Regions from separate parts of the Lactuca sativa genome. Here region 1 is linked to region 2. Evidence: chromatin contacts called from public Hi-C data. All regions are on one chromosome and are shown on one strand. The core of a region is the stretch at or near the end of the contact, and the rest is flanking DNA. Distances in the headings are between cores, read along the strand shown. Region 1 holds the start of LOC111905512 (putative transcription factor bHLH041). Region 2 holds the start of LOC111905506 (zinc finger CCCH domain-containing protein 65).

What was found. Hi-C and Micro-C count contacts between places; a contact is called where the count stands out from the background.
Region 1: a Hi-C map of leaf shows a contact between it and region 2, with 4 times the contacts expected there. The contact joins the promoter of LOC111905512 here to the promoter of LOC111905506 in region 2. A contact is called at or near these places in 3 of 4 Hi-C or Micro-C datasets (leaf and seed).

The regions. Positions count from the first base shown.
Region 1 is chr7:52,259,371-52,264,572 of Lsat_Salinas_v11, forward strand. LOC111905512 (putative transcription factor bHLH041) reads right to left here and starts at 1,737. Exons shown (of 7, transcript XM_052765573.1): 1 at 1,341-1,737; 2 at 1,059-1,187; 3 at 846-951; 4 at 429-497; 5 at 1-301. The coding sequence starts at 1,456.
Region 2 is chr7:51,991,981-51,996,863 of Lsat_Salinas_v11, forward strand. It overlaps LOC111905506 (zinc finger CCCH domain-containing protein 65), which reads right to left and starts at 2,809. Exons shown (of 8, transcript XM_023901190.3): 1 at 2,545-2,809; 2 at 1,286-1,857; 3 at 1,030-1,182; 4 at 787-849; 5 at 370-498; 6 at 225-275; 7 at 1-134. The coding sequence starts at 2,719.

The DNA.
Region 1 (5,202 bases), core at 487-2,986, 270 kb after region 2:
TTCTAATTTGATATAGGGCATGTTGAAGAGGGTCTTCTGATCTCATTGCTGAAGAAGATGGTGTTTGATTTGGTGTTTGTCGATCCAAAGATGCTTCTTCAATAGGATATATTTCCGGCATATAAGAACTTGTTTGAAGCATGTTGAAGACAAAAGGTGAGTGCTCGGTGCTATTGTCCATGGATAATGATCTAAGAGATGAAGAAGAAGATGAAGGTCGAGCTTGAACAACTGGTTGGGGAAGCAATTCTTGAGGGAAATCGCCAGGAAACAGATTCTTCAGCACAATTTCGAAGTTAGTCTACATTAAAAACACGCAGAGTTAAATAAATATATAGATAAAAATGGGAATAATAAGTCATTCTTTTTGTTCGAGGGTGCATGCCATTGAAGATGAGAACCATTAGTCTAAGAAATTAGTATCTGACCTGCAGGGAGGACCCATTGGACATGCCAAGCTCGATTTCACCATTCTTGCACCCCATAAAAATTGCAGTCTGCAATGGAAGTTTGTCATCATGAGTGTATATATGTGTATGCATGCAGTGTGATCAAGAAGTCAAATACTAAAAATAGATTTATCGGCTTTTATCCATTTTCGTTTCCATCGAGATCTTGATGGAGAACAACCAGCATTTTGTATCCTAAAAGAAAGTGCGGGGAAAGGAGCTAAATGGAACGAATATTGAGCTTAAAATACACACTTGACATACCTTAATCCTAGCTTCCTGCAAGTAAAAGTAGGGATACACAGATTAGCTGGCTTCAAATCTTCAATGCATGCATCAAGATAAATTAATTCCCATCAAGATGATAAAAACTTAATCAGTTTAAAGTATAATTACTTCATAAAATTGTAATTGTGCTGGATTCGATGCCAATCTTAAAAGCTCCAACCCTTTCCGCTCCATGTATGGTAGATTGTGCATGAATGCGAACCCTGGAACGCCTCTATATACACAAAGAAATAAATTAATTAACCCATCGTCAGAAAACATATAATTAAGTTCAAATAGCACTCATTATAGGAAAGAAAAATCATTTTTTCTTGTTCTTACCCACTGTAATCGTCAATCAAGAAAATTGACTTCTGGTAGTCAATAAATGACCTCATGGCTAGACTCCCAGATGATGAGCTTTCTTGCTTGTTTTCTTCTTTGTAAGTTCCGTCAATGAAGATCAGACAACTGCGATTTTTGCATGGCTATCAGAACAGAGAAATGCTTACAGCATACAGACATACATACATACTACATACATCCATACTAACATTTGTATTTTGTGTATGTATGTGTGTATGTACGAATACAAAAACAATCGAGTTAGCATGAGAGATGTACTTGGAAGGATTGGGAAAGTGAGACCAGAGGCAGACGTAAGTGAAACCAAACGTTTCCATGATTTGTCGAAGCCTACTGGATCTTTCAGTTTCTTCAAGATTGAAAATGGAGTCCATTTTCGAAGAAGCTTATTTACAGAAACCTAACTAGGGTTTGATGCATATATATACATACATGTGCATGTATGTACATACATATATATAAAAGATGAAATTAGAAGGATCTGCAGATGGTGCGGAAGTTGAACAGTGGTGATTTTGTCATGGGAGTTCATCCATGGAGTTTCTTGGAGGGCTTCTTCTTCGATGGTCCATCATGTGAACGCAATAAATTAATCATCTATTGACTTGGCAAATCCTTACGCACACTTGAGAGAGATGATTGCAAAAAGTGTGTGTGGAAGATGAAAAGATGAAGCGGAAGATGAATTAAGATGGTATATATAATTATATTATTTTATTTTAATTTCTTATTTAATATAAACCAAGGTCTCTTTCACACAGTTTCTTTTATTTTTCAAATTTCTTTTTTATTTTTGATGTGTATATGTGGTTCATAAGAATTTGGTTGGTGGAGAAAGTCTTTTATGAAGAATACATACTTCTCAAAGAGGTTATATATATATATATATATATATATATATATATATATATATATATATATATATATATATATATATATATATATATATATATATATATATATATATATATATATATATATATATATATATATATATGATGTAGGTAAAAGAGTAATTCTTGGTAAAACATAATTTTATGAAAGGGAATAAAGACCAAGAGAAATTTGGGCTTTTTACAATCCCTAAGGTTATTTTTTTCCTTTTCAGAATATAAAATGGATGTCACCCTTACTTATTAAACACGTCTAACATGTCACTTAAGAAATCAAAGCTAATGTAGCTACCTTGTTAGCAACTAAATGTCCATACCATCTTCCACGATATACTGTTACTACTGGGAATTCATTTCTTCGATTGCTTTACGCTCAATGGAAATTTCATTTTTCTTACGGTAGTCACTCTTCGGCCAAGAAGTCTCCGATGCACTTAGAAGCTTGTTCTTCTTAGCACTCACCACAACTCTCTTCATTCTCATCTACATTTCATCAACATCTAAACTCTCCACCTCTCATCTTGGTCGCAACTCATCTTTATTTCCTTCAAAACCTTAATAGAGTTTCTCCCAAAACTCATAATTGAAAACCGCAACCAAAAATCAACCCTAATCTAGTCTCAATTTTATCTCCCCGCCATTAACAAAAGTCTTTTTGATAACTTTTAAACTATTTTTTTTTCGGCTTCAATTTTGATTTAGATCACGATAACTTGTGATAAAAAATCCAAGAAGAATCTTTGAATATGAAAATTTCTTGCATAATCGAGAAATCTTGTTACACCGTAAATTTTCAAACCAAAATTCTCGTTTTTAAAACACAAACTTTTATAATATTTCACAAAAACCAAAACTGTCTCAAAAGTCAACATAAATCCACAATAAAAGTCAAATCCAAAAATCCTCAACATTGTCTCGGACAGGTGTATACGATCATGTCGATGCGTTCTCGCGGTCCTGAGAGGTATCTGAAACACTTAACACATAACACGGTAAGCACGAAGCTTAGTGAGTTCCCCAAAATATCACATACACAAATAATAAGCCTCTCATAGCTATAACTCGACATGGAACCTCCGGTCTCATGCGTCTCGGTGTGGACCCTCTGGTCATGTGTCTCAGTGAGGACCCTCCGGACTTACAGCTCGGTTTGGGCCCTCCAGGCCAGTATCTCAGTGAAGACCTTCCGGTCCTACAACTCGGTTTGGACCCTCCGGTCCTATCTCAGTAAGCACAAAATATAGCATACATATCACACAAACAAAATGCATACTATCATATAACTCAAGTAAACACATAGGACCCTCCAGTCGCACAAAGATACCACTCTTGGTAAGTATAGTGAAAAGAATCACCTCGTAAGTAGACTAAGAAAATGTGTACTCCTCAAACACGAATCACCGAATATAGCCTCTGCCTAATCACATATGATAATTATTTCTAATTAACACCTTAATCACAAATTATAAATAAACTAAGTTATTTACCCTTTCTAACTCTTGGATTGGGAAAAAAAGACCATTTTACCCCTCCATGGTCACCATGACTCATGATTGACCAAACCCTAAAGTTAACAGAAGTCAAACTCGAGTCAATAGTCCATGTTGAGCCAACTCGCCGAGTGCACCTATGTGACTCGCCAAGTCCACATTGTTCCTCAGAACGTTGCGAAAACCCAACTTAACTTGTTAAGTTGTCTCATCAATTCGCCGAGTCACCCTTGTCCAGACTCGTCGGGGAAAACCCTAGCCGGCTCGTCGAGTCCCTAAAGTCAAAATCTCATTCGGCCGTTTTAAACCAGATCTACCACTCCAAAGGTTCGAATGGCATGTAAATCTTTGATCTTTACATTCATGCATGGCATATTTGCTCCATAATGCTACTACAAGCTCTAACTAAAGTGTTTAAGCACAATAACTCTTTTTTTACTGGATAAAGCTGGAACGTTTAGCCTCTATGGACCTCACAAGGTCCAGATCTGATGTCTCAATGCTTGGCAAGCACAAGTCATACCAAATCTCAAGGAAATATGGAAAAAAGCCCCAAAAGTTCCTCATTAACAAGATCTAAACAACATGATGAGCAAGGTGATGGCTTCTACCTTCGAACATAAACTCCAAGTGAAAGAATACTGGATCCCACAGCTTTTCCTTGTTCCTTGCTTGTAACTCACTTCTTCCCTTCCAAAAGAATCACCAAAATACTCAAATATTAGCTCTATCACTCTCTCTTAGCTCAATGGACGATTAGGGTTTCACACAGGGGAGTTGCGTAGCTGGTGAGGCGGAAATGAGGACATAAGTTCCTTTAAATAGGCCCCAACCCCTGAGATTCAGGGTTTCATCTCACAGTGCCAACTCGACGAGTTGGTTATTAGACCCACATGGTCAATTCGTCTCTACTTGACGAGTTGATGCACCAACTCGTCGAGTTTCTCAATAGATCATAAAAATAAATATATAAATAAATAATATACCTGGGAGTCCGAATGTTACAAATCTTCAAAGAGAAGTACATCAAAATGAACAAGAGTGTCAAGATTTCTTCTTATCCCCGTCAGATATCCGACTCGTTCGCCAATGTCCTGGTACCTATCGAATTTGAACCCGAATGCAACTACACAAACGAATATTTGTTCAAAAATTCACTCATCAACAATCATTGCATAACCAAAGATCCATCAATGGAAGATCTATTCTATCTACCCTTATCAATTCCAAGACTAAGACACTGTCTAAGGGAAAGAATCAATGAAATACAATACATCATCAAAGAGTACATTTACAACATCAAATATAAATACCCTTACTAAATTAGTGTTGTTGATCGTATGTACGTTCCATGTCATTTAATCGGACATGTCACCATTAACAAACCATATGAAGTTTTGACTTACTAGATTCTCTACTATGTGGTGGCTGGAAGGTGAGTTGTATGGAGAGAGAGAGAGAGAGAGAGAGAGAAAGAGAAAGAGAGAGCGAGACTTTAAAATAAAAAATAATATTTATATTAGAGAATAACATTTAACATAAAAAATCCATGTGGATGCCATATAAGTGCCACGTTGACCAGTTGGTTGACTTAAATGCCATGTGAGACATCAACTCACTTATTCAAAGTTGGTGAAGTTAATCTTTCAATTTTTGAAAAAAAAATTAAGAATGAAAAACCCAAATTTAAGAGAGTCACGATGTAAAAGATAGTGTCTCATGACGTGACTTTAGGCG
Region 2 (4,883 bases), core at 1,559-4,058:
GAGAACATACAGTCTGAACCACGTGGGCAGAAGCCTTTTGAAAGATAGTTATTGCAGGGATACTTTGAGAGTTGATGATCAAATGGACACTCATCACCTTTCATACAAGAATGGCGTGCAAAATGACAACATGGCTGCAACATTTTAAAAAAAAAAAATCACGTTCATCCACAACTTTAACAACATTATGATTATTATAAAATATAAAATATAAAATCATGTACCTTGGATTTTGTCAAGGGGGTTGTATCGTGAGAGAATTTACAATTCTCACCCTGTCATAAATCAAAGGATATGTATATATTGTGTTAGATGTCATATGATGATAAGTTTAGATTTTAAAAGTGAAATGAGAGTAAAAGATTATACCTCATGGCATCTTCCATTTATATAATGACGACAATATATAATTTTCTTCTCTTTTATTACTGGTTGAAGTTTCAGCCTTTTGACACCAAGCTTCCTGTTCTTTTCTGCACGTTTGATTTTTTCTTTTCGCTGAAAAACATGATTATGAACTTATGATGAAAGACTTTGATTTGGAATATTTAAAAGTAAATGCATGGAATAAAAATAAAAGTGCATGTGACTAATAAATGTAACTTCTCAAACAAAGTTCAACCTATCATAACTGGATATATTTATTGTTGGTTTAACATTAATGATTCTATTGTTTCCTATGTTAACTACAGTAATTATACTTTTTTCCTTACTATTTGATTAAGTTCATTTTGTATATTGTAAATACTATTTTAACAAAGATCATCAAAGTAAATAAAAGGTAACCTTTTTCTTTGCTTTTCTTTCTGCAGTCAAAACCCGCTTCTCTTTCTTCTTAGTATCAGCATCCTGTTGTTATAAAAGAAAACATCATCTACTAAGCCAACAATAACCAATTGTAAATAAGAACATAAAAAAAAAAGAGATGTGATGATTCAAAAACTTATGAGAACTGAAAAGATGATATTTTTTAATGAAAGTCAATACATATTTTACTAAAAGATTATCTTTTGTTAAGAAAGTTAGTACCTTGTTTGCAGAAGCATCCTCAGGGTTTTCACCAGTTTTTGTTAAACCTTCCGGAAATGTTGACTGGTCAACAGACTTTTTTGCCTTTTTGTTTGTTCTTTTTTCATCAGTGCAAGATCTCTGTCTCTTTTTATTATTTTGGGCACACTTATCCTGTCATACATTGGGAAAAAAAAATATGATAATAACTTTTTTCTGCTTGTTCTTGAGTAAAAAAGAATAGAAAATAAAGTAAAGTGATTAAACAAATCCAAACCTTAATTGGGAATCCAAAATCTTGATTCTTGGTTGCATTATTTATTAAGTTATTTGCAGACACTGTGGATTTTCCATGAAGAGCTATTTCAGAATAATCCACCAAATTTCTTTTGGTTTTACTTATTACAACTGTCGTATCTTTACCAATATCATCAGCTTTGTTAATAGATAAGGGGGTCAAAGTCAAACTGTTATTTTTCTCAAATCCTGAATTGATACCAGTGAAATCTTCATGTTCTTCTGACCCTGTTTTGTCCACAGATTCCACATCATTATCTTCAGGGACCAAATTTGTAAACTCTCCTGAAATTTCTCCTTCTTCAACATCTTTATTTGTGTCTAAATGAAGAGAAGAAAGATCCAAACTTTCTTCTGATATGTTATGATCTTGTTCAATGGGTTCCACAAGTAAATTAGTATTACATAAACTTTCTTCTTGGGTACCTAAAATCACTCTGGTTTCATCTACATTTGTTTCTTCTTGATGTTCTGAATCATTAGTTGTGATATTTGTGCAAGTGAAGAGAACATCATCTTTTGTGACTGATTCTATATGAGTGTCATCCTTATCTACATGAAAAAATTAGGTCAGAATAACAAGAGATTAGCTTTCATTAACCATTGCACTTCAATGACAAATTTAAGACTTTTGACTAAGTTTACAAATTTCTGGTTTTTGATTTATTTTACAGACTACAAAACAGTGCAAAAGTTTTTCAATGTATGCAATCCACCCTAGGCACATGATCAAATTACATATGATTATCACCAATGAATCCAAGATTCTTTTCAGACAGGTAGATTTAAAGATTCTTTCTATGGGCCAATTGAAATCCTACAAGTAATGTAATTTTGACTCAAAGTATCTCCATTTGCTTTGTTCCACATCAGTTACATATGATCAGTAACAGGGGTACATTCCCTCCACCAGGAAAACTTCAACAAATTGATCATAAATCTTTTTGGGGGCGAAATACCAGAGGGGGCGCAACCTGCTAACCCTCCCTAAGCTCCGGCGCCCCAATGATCATGAAATTGAAGGTAGTTTCCATGAAAAGAAGGTCATTGACACAGCCTCTTTTACACTACACCTATTTGCAATTACAGTTACACTTACAGGTCGCCACGGGCTTAAACCCTCCCCTGAACCTCTACACAAAGAAAACCCTAGAAATCCAGACTGGTACTATTTATGTTAAAAAGGCTCATTGACATTACAGAAAGAATCTATTCACGCACACAAATACAAGTATATACCTGAATTTTGAGTGATATGAGAAGAATCGGCATAGCAAACGGACAGGATATGAAGAAGTGTATCGACAGTCCGGCTCCTGAGCGGCCTTCTTCGGCGGTTAACCGTTGAGGGGTTCGTTGGCCAAATCGGAATTTTTTCTAGGGTTCCGATTTCTGACCTTTCCATTGGCTGCATTGTCACCGTCGCAGTGAGTTCTGAAGCAGGATCTATAAAAACGCCGCCTCCTCGCCCGCGAAATTTCTAAAATTTCAGTTTTATCCCTTCTCTTTAAAACTAATGGAACTAGTCAGCTTTTGTGGTTAATCGTATTTTTATAGGAAATTTTGTCGAATAATAAAAAAAATGAGGTGTCATTGAAAAATATGATTAAGAAAATCGGATTTTTATAAAATGATCAAGGTTTTCGAAGAGACAGACTTTGCGGAAATCGTTTATGCTGTGAGGAAGTGATCTGCTCTGCGGAAATGTCAGAGGTAAAGAATTCTTATTCATTTGCCATTTCTGCATAACATTAACATTTCCTCAGAAGACGTACGATTTCTGCAGAGACCTGTTTTGCGGAACCGTCCCGTCAGATGTTAGTTTTTATCTTTTTGCACAAATATCTAATTCATCAGAGGGGAAGTTGTTGTTCTGCAGAGCCCGTCTCTGCGGAAACATTGATCATTCTATGAATATCCAATTTTCTTTGTTATATTTTTCAACTCCACCTCATTTTTTGGTCATTTGAATTTTTTTCCCCATACTTTTAATACTTCTAATCTACCAATAAATGTATTGTGACGGCTATTGTACTAGTCAATTTATTGGTTTCATGGTTCAACCGGTCGGATCGATCCAAAAGACAAATATATGCAAGGGTATGTATTTATGTACTAAATTATTCTGTAATGAATTTTGTATTCACAACTTAATGTTAATATTCAATAATGAATAAATTAATAATTACACGTTAAAACTAATATTGAAATTTACTATAATAATGCACATACACAAAACTTATAATAGAATAAAAACATTCTAATAAATATATTAATCATCAAACGTTAATATTCACATTAGAAACGCTAGGAACCTATATTTCATAGTTATTTAAATATAAATAATTATTAGATGTGTTAAAATCTTTTTCCTTTTGTTTTTTCAGGTAAGAAAATGACAAAATCGTCATTTTTATAGTATGGTATTTTCATTCATACACTCATTTACAATTTAATAGAATCATTTATATTTTAACATAAAATTCATACAAAATTCCAACTTAATACAATATAGTCACAACTTAATATTAAAATTCATTCACTATTTAATAAATAAAATCCACAAGTTAATACAATACATTCACACATTATTACACAACATTCTTGAGATCAAATAATCATTCACAAATTATTACACAATATTCATGAGATAAAATAAACCATTCTCAATAATTATAAAAACTTATATAAAATTCACAATTTAATACAAAATTAAATATACACACTCACAACTTAATACATAAAAAATACACTTTCACATCCTAATAATTTAACAAATTTCATTGAAGCATTTCCATTAACACCTTTTGTGCACCACATGGTGGAACAAATCTGGTTGGATTAGGTAGCAAGGTGGTGTTTGGTAGCGGCGGTTGTTGTGGTACCTTGTCAGAACTTTGTATATTTCAAGTTTTCAACGTAGAAGGTGTAGACTACACACTTGGATACCTGATTAGGACTCGGGAACAGGGGGTCTAGGGGTAGCGCGCCTGATGGGGTTCAAAGGGGCATCACACTTGGTACGAATCTTATATTCTGCTTGAAATCTAGATTTGTTCTTTCTTGGATTATCAAAAATCGGATTTCATGATACACCTAGGCATTAAGGTCTGAAATCACGAATTTTGGAATAAACGATGCTTGATTTATCCAAGTATTTTGATTAATATGTGAAACCTAGATTCTAACATTTAAGAACAAATTGGAATAAAAAAATTAGAGTTATTGTTGGTTCACGTCCTACACTCCACACTCACACAACACACACTCACGTATGTGTATGTAATTTGCAAAGAAAAAGAACAATTATGTAACTCTACTGTTAAAACTATTATATTAAAAATGAGAGTTCCAATTCAAATAAACTAATATTACTCCTATTTATAATTAAAACAACCAAGAAAACACATGTTGCATATGACCACGTCCTCCTCCGTTTTAGCTCCATGTTCACCTTTCCTGATAATTCGGTCAACAAAAATACAAAGTCTATCTCAAGTTAAACTTGTAGCAAAAGACTCCAACAATCTCACGTCCAACAAGAAGGTTAAAAAGACCCTTTTACACATGGACCATTT